Regions from separate parts of the Gossypium hirsutum genome. Here all the other regions are linked to region 2. Evidence: chromatin contacts called from public Hi-C data. All regions are on one chromosome and are shown on one strand. The core of a region is the stretch at or near the end of the contact, and the rest is flanking DNA. Distances in the headings are between cores, read along the strand shown.

Region 1 (3,792 bases), core at 76-2,575, 350 kb after region 2:
CACAAAGTGGAAGCAATAATTTGCAAGAGCATGAACTTGGATACACTAGCATAAACATCTTTGCTTCTTTTGCTTAAAGTTGTGTATACTCAAGATCCCATTTTCTGGACGCTAGTGGCTGTCATGCATTTAGTTGGCTACTTTGCTGGAGTGCTTTTCATTCTTTGTTATTCTGTATGTCTATCTCATCACTATTTCTTTATGGCAAAATTGGCTTTTAGTCATTTCCAGAGCAAACAGACAACAGCATATCGGTATGCTACTTTTCTGAGTGCTTTGCTCATTTGTTTCAGGTGTGGATATCAGTATGAACACCCATCTCAAAACTGTGAAACTTACATTGAAGGGAAAAAATCCAGTGACTATGGATCACCTCAGTGTTAGGGGTAACAATATTCGCTACTATATCCTGCCTGACAGCTTAAATCTTGAGACATTGCTGGTTGAAGAGACACCGAGGGTGAAACCAAAGAAGCCAACAGCTGGTATCGCCATTTCATTCCCCCCCCCCCTTTAGAGTATCCTACCTGTATCTACTTTATCTTATCTTAGTATTGATCTTCCTAATGCATTTCCAAATTCAGGGAAGCCATTGGGACGTGGTCGGGGTCGTGGGCGTGGACGCGGGCGAGGTCGAGGCCGTTAAATATGCTGCCATGCCTCCAAATTTTGGTAACAGCTGGATGTGTAGACAACTTTGTTGTGGGGAGAATTTATGGGTGAAGTTACGAATATTAAAAGGAATAGTATTGATATTTTACTTTTCTATATGATCATTAGCCTTGGTTGTACGGCTTAATCATGGATCCTGAGATTCCCGACTAGCAGATATTTTAATACCTCTGTCAATTATGCTGTAAAATGAAGGAATGCGGCATTCTGATCATGTTCATTGCCTTCGATCAGAACTCTTTTTTTCCCCTTCTTTTTGTACAATTAAATGTTTGGATTAATTATAACAAGAAATTAAATTAATAATTGAAATATATTTACCACGTAATGAGGTTTCTAATAAATCTGCCTCAATTTTTACCTATGCATAATCGGCACTTTGTTTTTTGTTACCGTTTCTCGAAGTTGTTTCATCCTCGTTATTTTAATGGTTCTTTTTCTAGGCAATCCTTTTAAATTAGAATCATGACCGTTCATCACAAACATCATTGTTTGGTGGGACCCACAGGTTGCTTAGCCCAGTCCCGTTCATTTTGTGCGAAGTGTTTATATATAAACATAGGTAACAATAACAATAGCCAAATTATTATTAGTCCCCAAAAAAGAACATAAAAATCAGAGAATCAGGAAAAAGAAAGAGGAAGGAAAGAAAATGGGGAAACCAACTCCTGTGAAACAAGCGGCGGTGGTTTTGGGGGCGCTAGCTTTCGGGTGGATGGCTATTGAGATGGCGTTTAAACCTTTACTGGACAAGGCTCGCTCCGCCATGGACAACTCCGACCCTGATCGGGATCCCGACGACATCGACTCCGACGTTAAAACGAAGGACGTTGTGGAGGGAAACAAGGGTTCTCCCGATCGGAAGCCTATCTCTTACGCTGATGCCGTCGCCAAGAACACAGCGGGTGCAAGTTAGGGACGAGATTCTTGTGTTTGGTCCATTCCAAGTAATCATGAAAGTAGGGTTCCTTTTTATGATAAATGGAATTATGGTGTTATCTTATTTTAGATTTCTTGCTGCTGCTTTTCTAGGTTAGCTCTAAGAATTAATGTTGAGAGAAGAGTTAATTGGTGCTATTTTTCTGTTTCTGCATTATTATGATTATTAGATAAAGGGAGAACCGAGTTTCCTACTTTGGCTTTTGTGATTGAGAAATGAAAATGGTGTCCTTTTCTGGAAACAATTTTGAATAGCGTGCCTGTAGGTAAGGAGGAATTATCAGTATATCTTGTATCTTAAAGGTGTGACCATTGACATTTCGGGCAAGATTTTTCATTTTTATTTAGGCGACGAATAAATTTGTTTTAATAAAAATAATTTCAAATAAATAAAAGAGCCAAAATTCATTTTTTTAAATTTTACTCGAAGAGCGGCTCATTCCAATTTTCTAAAAGAGAATGCCTTTAGGTTTTTTTTTTTAATTTTATATTGTTAAAAATATTTATAATTTTTTACAAATCTCATTTTTCATCCTAACAGTAAAAACTTTATAATTTTTAATTATTTTGTTAGAAGAAAGATTCTTTAATAGGAAATTTAGATTATTGAAATTTAAAGTAATTATTGTAATAGCCCAATTTTATCTGGCCCAACAAAAACAAATAAAAATAAAAATAAAAGTCTATTATTAAAGTTTATTTACAAAAAAATAATGGCCCAAATACAAAAAATCCTAAAATAAAAAAATTAAAACCCAAAGCCCGCTATCTTAAAAAATTTTCAGAAACCCTAGTCACCTCTATCCCCTAAGTGTCGCTGCTCCTGGCCATGTTAGTGGATACGTCACCTAAAGACTGCCCCCTGCCATCGTTTCACCGAAATGGTAATGATGCGACTCCCTATCATCGTTGACTTTGGCGTGGATACCTGCAAAGAAGAAAAAGGAACAGAGAAAAGAAGACAGAAACATCAAAAAAGAAAAAAAAGAATTTTTTTTATATTATGTAATCAGCTATAAAAGCCAATAACAATGGCATGTAATTTTTTTTTACACACGCACAAGAGTTATAGAAAGAAACTACAACAATTTTTGTTAAAAAAAGGTAATTTTCTTTTTATTTATTTATTTTTGAATATCGCATATATATAATAAGTAAATAAATACAAAAGGTTGGATTTTTACCTGCACCGCCGTAGTCGGTGGTCTTCTCTAGCCTAGAAGGCTGTCGAATCCCAAGGGATTTGCCTGAAGCCGTGTCAAAGAGGAGGAAAAACTGAAAGGTCTCTCGGGGTTTTGGTGGGATCTTAATTTTTTTTGCTCTTGACCCCACAATTGTGTTCTTTTAAAAAAGGGTAAACTACTAAAATAGTTACTTTTGTTTGCCTTAGGTTACATTTTAGTCACTTATGTTTGAAATGTTACGTTTTAGTCACTTACGTTATCGTGTTGTAACATTTTAGTCACTGAGTCGTTAATTGTCAACAACGGTGTAACGGTTAGTTGATATGGCACGTTAAATCATCATTTCAAACAAAAATTTTAGGTTAAATTCTACAATTGGTCCCTATATTTTTCATTTTTAACAATTTAAAAAATTTTCTTTTATGTTCTTCTAACTTTTTTTCCCATTCTCTTATGTTTCTCCCTCTATTTTCCTCCCTTCTTCATTTCTTTTAACATAGTTTTTCTATGCTTTCCATTTGTAACTAGTCTACAAGCTCGCCTCACTCGAAAAAATTAAATTTTTCAAAAAAATAAAACATAGAAAAACTACGTTGAAAGAAATGGAGAAGGGAGGAAAGCAAAGGGAGAAGCATAAGAGATGGAAAAGAAAGAAAGTTAAAAAAACATAAAAGAAAAAAATTAATTTGCTCCAAATGAAAAAATATGGGGACCGATTGTATAAATTAACCTAGAATTTTTGTTTGAAATGATGATTTAACGTGCCACATCAGTTTACTGTTACACTGTTAACAGAAACTAACGGCTCAGTGACTAAAATGTTACAACGTGATAACATAAGTGACTAAAACGTAACATTTCAAACATAAGTGACTAAAATGTAACCTGAGCCAAACAAAAGTGACTATTTTGGTAGTTTACCCTTTAAAAAAAGGGTTCAAAAAGGAATTTTTTTTGGTTTTTTGGTCATCGGAGGAGGCGGCCACCGTCGCCGATG
Region 2 (3,511 bases), core at 426-2,925:
TGAGCCCGTCTAAACAAAGCATCACTATGGCCAAGCACAGCATCCAGAACCTGAAGCCATACCAATGAATGTAGGAGTACAATTAGAAAAGCACATTTCAGAAGTTTGTGGTATTAAAACCTCTAACAGAAGTTAATATCCAAGAAAACCACAGCTCTCAAGAAATATCATATATCTAAGGTTATTACAATTTCCAAATTGTACGATTGTCTGAATGGAGTCAAAAAGTATCAAGACTTGGTCATCATATACCCAAGGTGCCAAGGCACATTGAGCATTACTCAATACATCAGAAGTTGTTTCTTTGCTCAATGCAAAACCTCCTAAAAGACCCACTAATACTTTGACTCTTATTGAACTAAATGCCTTTGAATAACCAAAAACAAAAGCTTGCTATGTGATATACGTAGAACAAACTACAAACACAAAAGGAAACTACCCGTTTGTCTAAATAGTGCTAGTGTATTCACAATTTTTAACCCAGGAATTTCAACAGGACACTACCTTTCCAATAGGGTAAGCGATGGGATAACAAATTATCATCAGAATACGCACGAGCCACACAAAATTTGCACCAACAGAGAGTCCATATCTTGAACATATCGCTTGTGGAATAATCTGATCCAAAACAGGGATTACATTTCGAAAGGCTTAAATAGCTGAGATTGAAACAACAAAAAACACAATATATAAGACCTCTCCAAAAGCCAGAACAAAAGTAACAGACAGCAACACTGCAACAAAGGGGTGAAAAATTTTATCAAGGGTTATAGGAAGAGCCTGCAAAAACACAAATCAAGAGTATAAGGAAAATTCAAGGAAATGCAGTAGCTTCTTAAATACAAATATATATATATGGCCATTAAAACCGTTAATAATTTTAATAACAACATGTAAATGCTCACCTCCATGGCACAAGCGTTACAGAGAAGCAGAGTTACAAGAAGCTGATGCTGCTTTTTAAGAACTGGTAAGATAACAGCTGCAGACATATAATTATGTAAATAAATGATAATCATAGGGGACAAAAGAAGGGCAAAAAAAAAACAGGGTTTTTTTCTCTAGTGTATGATATCAGAATTCTATAAATTGAAACAGTAAACTCAGCATATTTAATTACTTGGAACTGTTACTAATTGTACTGTTACCATTGACTAGTAAAAGAAAAGGGGAAAATCGAAATGGGAATTTAGTAATTTACCAGCTTGCTTCTTCTCGGTGATAGTGCCGCTTCTCTGAAGAATTTCGAGGTCAACGAGGCCCAGAGACATCAAGCCCAAGGTAAGGCCGGACATTATGCCGGCGAAGAGCACAAGCAAGCAGGAAACTCCCGCAAAGACGAACCACTCAAAAGAGCCGAAAGGGATGTCATCAGGTTCGAAGACGATGTGGTTGGATGACGACGCCATGATTATACGAGCTCCGGCTATGGCGTTCCCCAACAACATTTCCTAATCAGTCTAGTGGGAGGTTGTTGGGGGGTTTGGTCGGTATGGTGCGGTGCAACGCGTGCGAAGGAGAAAAGGACAACGCTTGTGATTTGTGAATAGAAGCCGAAGAAGTGGACAGCAGTCAAATCATATAGTTGAGCTTGGGCTCTCTACGATGAAAAATCTTCCGTCTCCATCTCCATTTTCTTTCACCCACTATTTAACTGCGTGAACCAAATGAAATGTAGACATGCCGCCTACGTTACATGTTGATTTTCCACCAAAAATTCATGCTGTTTTGTTTGCAAAAGCCCATGTCAGGTTAATGGTGGGTCATACTCCAATCCAATATTATCTTATGGGTTGGCCCAAATGCTGCCTTGGGAACAACATTCTCTTCTGCTTATTCTACCAGGACTAGTTGTACAAGGTACAATAATAAATAAAGAGTTTTTGCCGGGTGAAATGAATGATTCTACCAACCTCACATGCTATTTTTTCTTTTTCTTAAAGAAGAATCACACCAGTAAACCAGAAACAAATAAATATCCTTCCATAGCAGTTGCCATGGGAGAGTTGGCTTGGTTCCCATAGTAAGGCTTTGGTGAGCAATGTAGTCGGATCTCCTTCGCGAAGAATGTGCACCACTGTCGCTTGAAGCTCACATGCGAATGAGATAAACAACAAACTTTACCGTTCTCTCTTGAAGCTTGAGAGCCTCACTTCTTGAGTACAAATCTGTACGTAGAAGTCGGTGCGGGGCTACAGTGCAGGCAAAAGCTTTGATCTTAAGATATAAAAGTATTCATTTAAGCGAGGATTTTCAAAATTCATTAGCTAATTTCCCTTTTTTTTAAATCATTTGTAATCTCAATAACCAATTTCATTAGCTAAATTCCCATTATTAAATAAAAGCTTAAACTTCAAAATTCATTATTATTTAATTTTTTTATATATTTTTTAAATTTATTTTATTAAAACCATTTATAATATTTTTTACAAAAATAATGATAGGGATGTTGAATATTTTTATATTATTTATTTTTAATATAATTATTCTTCTTTTATAATTTATAAAATTTTAATAACTTAATTTTTCTTAAACCAATTACCTAGCAATTACAAATGAATTGATGAATTGTTAACATTTGGAAAATATCAACAATATTAAAATTCTTCCAAACATATTCTCAGTTTTTTTTTAAGTTATAAAAATTTAAGTTAATCTAATGATAAAATTACAATTTCACCTCCTAAACTTTAAAATTCAATTTTGATCCTTCCGAAAAGGAAAAATTTTGACATCCCTTGCTTGATGTTGCAACTCCTATATACTGTCTTCAAGGTCGCGACACCACACCATAGGAGTCATGACTCTAGCATAAAACAATTTGTAAATTTTACTTTTTAGCCCTCCAATGGTCACGAATTATCAAAAAAGCTTTTGTAAGCTTGGATAAGCCCTGGAGTAGATTATATATATATATATATAATATGATGATGTAATGAACATATTAGTGAATATAAAGCATTGAATTGATAGATATTGTGATTGTAATTACTTTGAAAACAACTGTGACATCCTGTAACTCAGACTCAACGATCAAATTAAGTATTATGTGTTACATTTAGTAATTTGATCCCTTGTAAATATTTAATACATATATAATTTAATCCATCCTAAACAAAGTAAAACTAATTCTTATCTATTACATTCCAACCAACCAATCAAACTAAAAAAACCACTTTTATTTTAAGGAACATAATATTTATTATATCTCTATCTTATTCCCACCAAATTCATTTTTTATTCATGCTCTATTTCATTTACTGAATTAAACCTAAATTTCCTATATACATATTTTAGTACATATATATTTCTTACATTATTCAAATGAAAGACTGGGAAAAAGTGAATTTTGCCCTGACCCCACTTCAGAATTTTGTAAAAAATATTTACCTTCCATTTGCAATAATAATAATAATAACAATAATAATAATAATCTAAACCCACAAACTCAGATTTTTTTTTTGCCATCCCTATTAGGAATTGCAATGGATCCAATATCTTTTTTTTTCTT
Region 3 (3,935 bases), core at 1,424-3,923, 330 kb after region 2:
GGGTGATTATTCGATGTTAATTGTGAATTTTCTATTCCTAATTCTTTAAATTCATGTTTTAATGGTTAGTAGAGTACTTGGGAGTAAAATGAGCGAAAAACAAGTGAAAACTTGATCGTTGGAGCAATCTACAAGAGCCACACGAGCTGAACCATTCCACACGATTGTATGACCCACACGGGTGCGTGGTAGGCCGTGTTGATTCTTGAGATTGCAGACCAAGCAACGGAAAATCACAATTTTTAGGTTTTTCGGGCATTCTAAGGTGTATATATGGCAAAAATAAGAAGATGGGAGTGAGCTACCATAGAATACTTAAGAAAACTACTCGAAAAACACCATTGAAGCCAATTTGAAGCAGATTTTCATCAAGATTGAAGATTCCCAATTGATTTCTTAAGAAGATTTTCATCAAGATTGAAGATTCCCAATTGATTTCTTAAGAATTTATCATGAGTTTCTTTATTTCATTCGGTTATATTGTCTCTTGGATGTCTTTATTTTCAAGCATGAACTAATTTTCTAAATACCTAGAGGAGATGAACCCTATGATGGATTCTATCATTTGATTTTTATTTTATGCAATAAATACTTAGTTTATTGTTTTTAATCATGTGTGCTTAATTCTTGGTTTAATATTGTCTCTTGGATGTCTTTATTTTCAAGCATGAACTAAATTTCTAAATACCTAGAGGAGATGAACCCTATGATGGATTCTATCATTTGATTTTTATTTTACGCAATAAATACTTAGTTTAATATTTCTAGATTATTAATTCGTGTTTGATGTGTTTAAATCAGAGGTTGAATAAACCCTGTTTAAGAGTAGATCTTGCGTAATTGAGTGGAATTGAATGCAATTCTAAAAATAGGATGACATAAATCTACCGGATTAGAGTCAAATCTAATAGAGGAATCCATAGCACGAGTTAATGCGATAATAAAGGTTTTAATTAGAAAGAAATTTCAATTAATCAACCTAGAGTCAGTTGCTTTTGTGCTCAAAAGAGATATTAGCATAATTTAGGGATTTCTATGGATCAAGGTGCTACGTAAAGAAATTGCATAAATTAGATTGATAGTGATAGATGAAATTTAGGCAGATTCTTTCTTAGATATTGTTTCGTTTCTTAGTTGTTATTCAATTATTTTCGTGATTTGTTTTTTAGTGTGTTCATTAGCTAATTAATTTAGTTAATTTTAGTTTTTAATCAATCATTTGGATTAGTTGATTAAATAATAAAAAGACAATAATTACTAGTACTTTTAGTCTTAGTGGGAATGATATGTTTGCCCACCGTAGCTATATTATTAATTGATAGATTCACTTGTCTTAGTCAAAGTTTTAGTTAGTTTCATGACACATCAAGGGTTTAGGGTTTAGATTTAAAATTAAAGGGTTTGGGATTACGAGTTTGGAGCTCAAGGCTTGAGGTTATGGGTTATGAGTTTGAGGCTTATGATTTGGGTTTAGGGTTATGAGTTATGGGTTCGAATTTGTGGTTTGGGGCTCTAACTATTGGATTTAGGGTTTGGGATTCTAAATTTAGGGTCTGGGGTTCTAGGTTTTAGGCTCATAGTTTGAGATCCTAGATGTACGGTTCGGGCTTAAGGTAAAAAAATTACCAAAATTATGTGTCAATGACATAGAAAGAAATTATTGAAATGTCATTAAATAATTGAAAAGGGACCGTGAATAATGTGATGGGAATGATTCATAAAATAATTTCTCTACCGATGAGTGTATAATAATAATTTCATGCCTTTAAATTTTGATGATGCGGCAAAATTTTGTTGATGCCTAAAAACTTTAGTTTTTTGAATAATCCTAATGTAAGTTATTCGCAATTTATAAACATAAAATCAATTCGGCATTGCATTAGATAAAAGGATTAATATATATCAATATTAAAATCTATATACTTGATCCGATAAAAATGTATTAAGCCTTTGGTTAATATATTTTTTTCTTATTTGATTTCTGAATCCTACCTTTATCCAATAAAAAAGCTGCATGCCTGAGCCGGCTGATATATAATTCTAATTGATGTCGCCATCTCTTCCATTTCCCTTTCGAAATAGATTCAATTTTGGTTTAGTTAGATTTGGTATATTCTTGATAAGATTCCCAATTGTTTACACTTTCTTTCCATTTCTTTATTTATACGTGTCTTTCCATTCTACGTAATGATAATGAACCCCAGAATTAAGACATTGGCTTGAAATGGACTGACCAATTCACCATTAGAAAACGAAAAAGAATTTCCTTTTAATTATAGGAATTAATCACCGCTATTCCCCCAACAAAAACAATGAATGGGATTGAAATCTTTTTCAAAAAGAAAATTAAGGGGAGGAAAGTCGAAATTATCCGCGGTAAAAGAATTATAAAAAAAAGGTGTAGTGGATCAAAGAGTAAATTGACTAGTCTACTAAAAATGAATGAAATTTTTAATAAAACAATCAATTTACTTTTTAATCTAACACACAAAAATTAACTTACTCCTAATACAATAGTTTCCCTATAAAACGAACTCGCAAGTACTCAGCCGAGAAAAAGAACCCAAAGAAAGCGACTTGTAAATTGGATCATAGCTTTCCAACGATGCTATAAGTCTGGCTTCACGACTGGCCAATTAATGCCTTGCTTTTCCTGCCGAATACACACTCCTGGGAGGCATCGACTAGCTTGAAACGACAATATCTTGAAAGGACAGTTTTAACCTTGTCTTTTTTTCTTATAAAAATGTTGGTATGAGTCGCATTGAGAAAGCCCACTTGCTTTATACATACATCCACATTCATAGCAATTTTCATTAGTTAAACTCAAGAGACACACAAGAGACCATGCTAGGTGTTTTTAGCACTGAAATTGTAACGCCACCGGAGGAGCTGGTGGCTGCCGGAGACCGGAGTCCGTCCCCGAGGACCACTGCCTTGGCTTTGATGAAACGTTACATCAACTCTAACCCATCTTCGGTTTCTATACAAATTGGTGATCAAGTTCACTTGGCTTATTCTCGCCACAATGAGTCTCTTCTTCAACCCAGGTAAGATACGACATCAACACCCACATACTATTTCTATGAAACATGAATATTGATCTCCCTCATTATTAGAGGTCCTGGCTCCGGATTTAATCTGTATCTAATGTGATTATTGCATAAAATTCTCGGATTTCATCGTAGAGCAGGTCTTTCATTTTGGGACCAGGCCGGTCCACTGTCTGTGAGAGCATGAAATAATCAACGTCTGATTATATTTGCATGTCTGCCTCGTGTCAAAATGATCAGGACTCAAAAGTTTTGGCAGTTGGCTCCTGCTTGTTTATATCGATACCTTTGTGTTTTTCCTTTGGTTTCATTTTTTTTACCTGGAAATGGATGATGGGTGCAGATCATTTGGTGTCAAAGATGATATATTCTGCTTGTTTGAAGGCATGCTCGATAACTTAGGTAGCCTCAGGCAACAATATGGTCTAGCCAAGTGTGCGGATGAGGTGATGCTGGTGATTGAAGCATACAAAGCGTTGCGTGACCGAGCTCCTTACCCTCCCAGCCATGTTGTCGGTCATCTCGCTGGCAATTTCGCGTTTCTAGTATTCGATAAGTCCACATCCACATTGTTCGTGGCTTCTGTAAGTTAATTTTGGTTGCCTGGTGAAACAGCTAGCGCTGTTGCTTGCATTTACTGACTCACAATCTCTCTGTTTTAACGTGGTTAATACAAAAACCAGGATCAGTCAGGCAGAGTTCCTCTTTACTGGGGGATTACAGCAGATGGATTTGTGGCATTTTCAGATGATGCAGAGATGCTTAAAAGTGCATGTGGCAAATCAATTGCTTCTTTCCCTCAGGGTATCTTCATCTTTAATTTTGCCACTAATTTTGATTTACTTATTAACATTGGAAGAGATTAGAGTTTTTTTATTTAAA

Evidence for each region. A called contact is a pair of places that touch in the nucleus more often than the background predicts.
Region 1: a Hi-C map of leaf shows a contact between it and region 2, with 2.8 times the contacts expected there. The contact joins the promoter of LOC107914536 here to the promoter of LOC107914479 in region 2. A contact is called at or near these places in 3 of 34 Hi-C or Micro-C datasets (hypocotyl and leaf).
Region 3: a contact with region 2 is called in a Hi-C map of leaf, with 2.1 times the contacts expected there. The contact joins the promoter of LOC107914528 here to the promoter of LOC107914479 in region 2. A contact is called at or near these places in 2 of 34 Hi-C or Micro-C datasets (both in leaf).

Annotation. Positions count from the first base shown.
Region 1 is chrD08:10,440,856-10,444,647 of Gossypium_hirsutum_v2.1, reverse strand. LOC107914536 (outer envelope membrane protein 7) reads left to right here and starts at 1,325. Exons shown (of 1, transcript XM_016843481.2): 1 at 1,325-1,853. The coding sequence starts at 1,325. The coding sequence ends at 1,588. It overlaps LOC121220267 (small nuclear ribonucleoprotein SmD1a), which reads left to right. Exons shown (of 4, transcript XM_041099825.1): 3 at 294-485; 4 at 585-1,853. The coding sequence ends at 646.
Region 2 is chrD08:10,794,615-10,798,125 of Gossypium_hirsutum_v2.1, reverse strand. It overlaps LOC107914479 (DUF21 domain-containing protein At4g14240), which reads right to left and starts at 1,675. Exons shown (of 13, transcript XM_016843406.2): 1 at 1,202-1,675; 2 at 906-982; 3 at 697-780; 4 at 505-618; 5 at 1-50. The coding sequence starts at 1,448.
Region 3 is chrD08:10,466,937-10,470,871 of Gossypium_hirsutum_v2.1, reverse strand. It overlaps LOC107914528 (stem-specific protein TSJT1), which reads left to right and starts at 2,673. Exons shown (of 5, transcript XM_016843473.2): 1 at 2,673-3,050; 2 at 3,397-3,637; 3 at 3,737-3,857. The coding sequence starts at 2,848.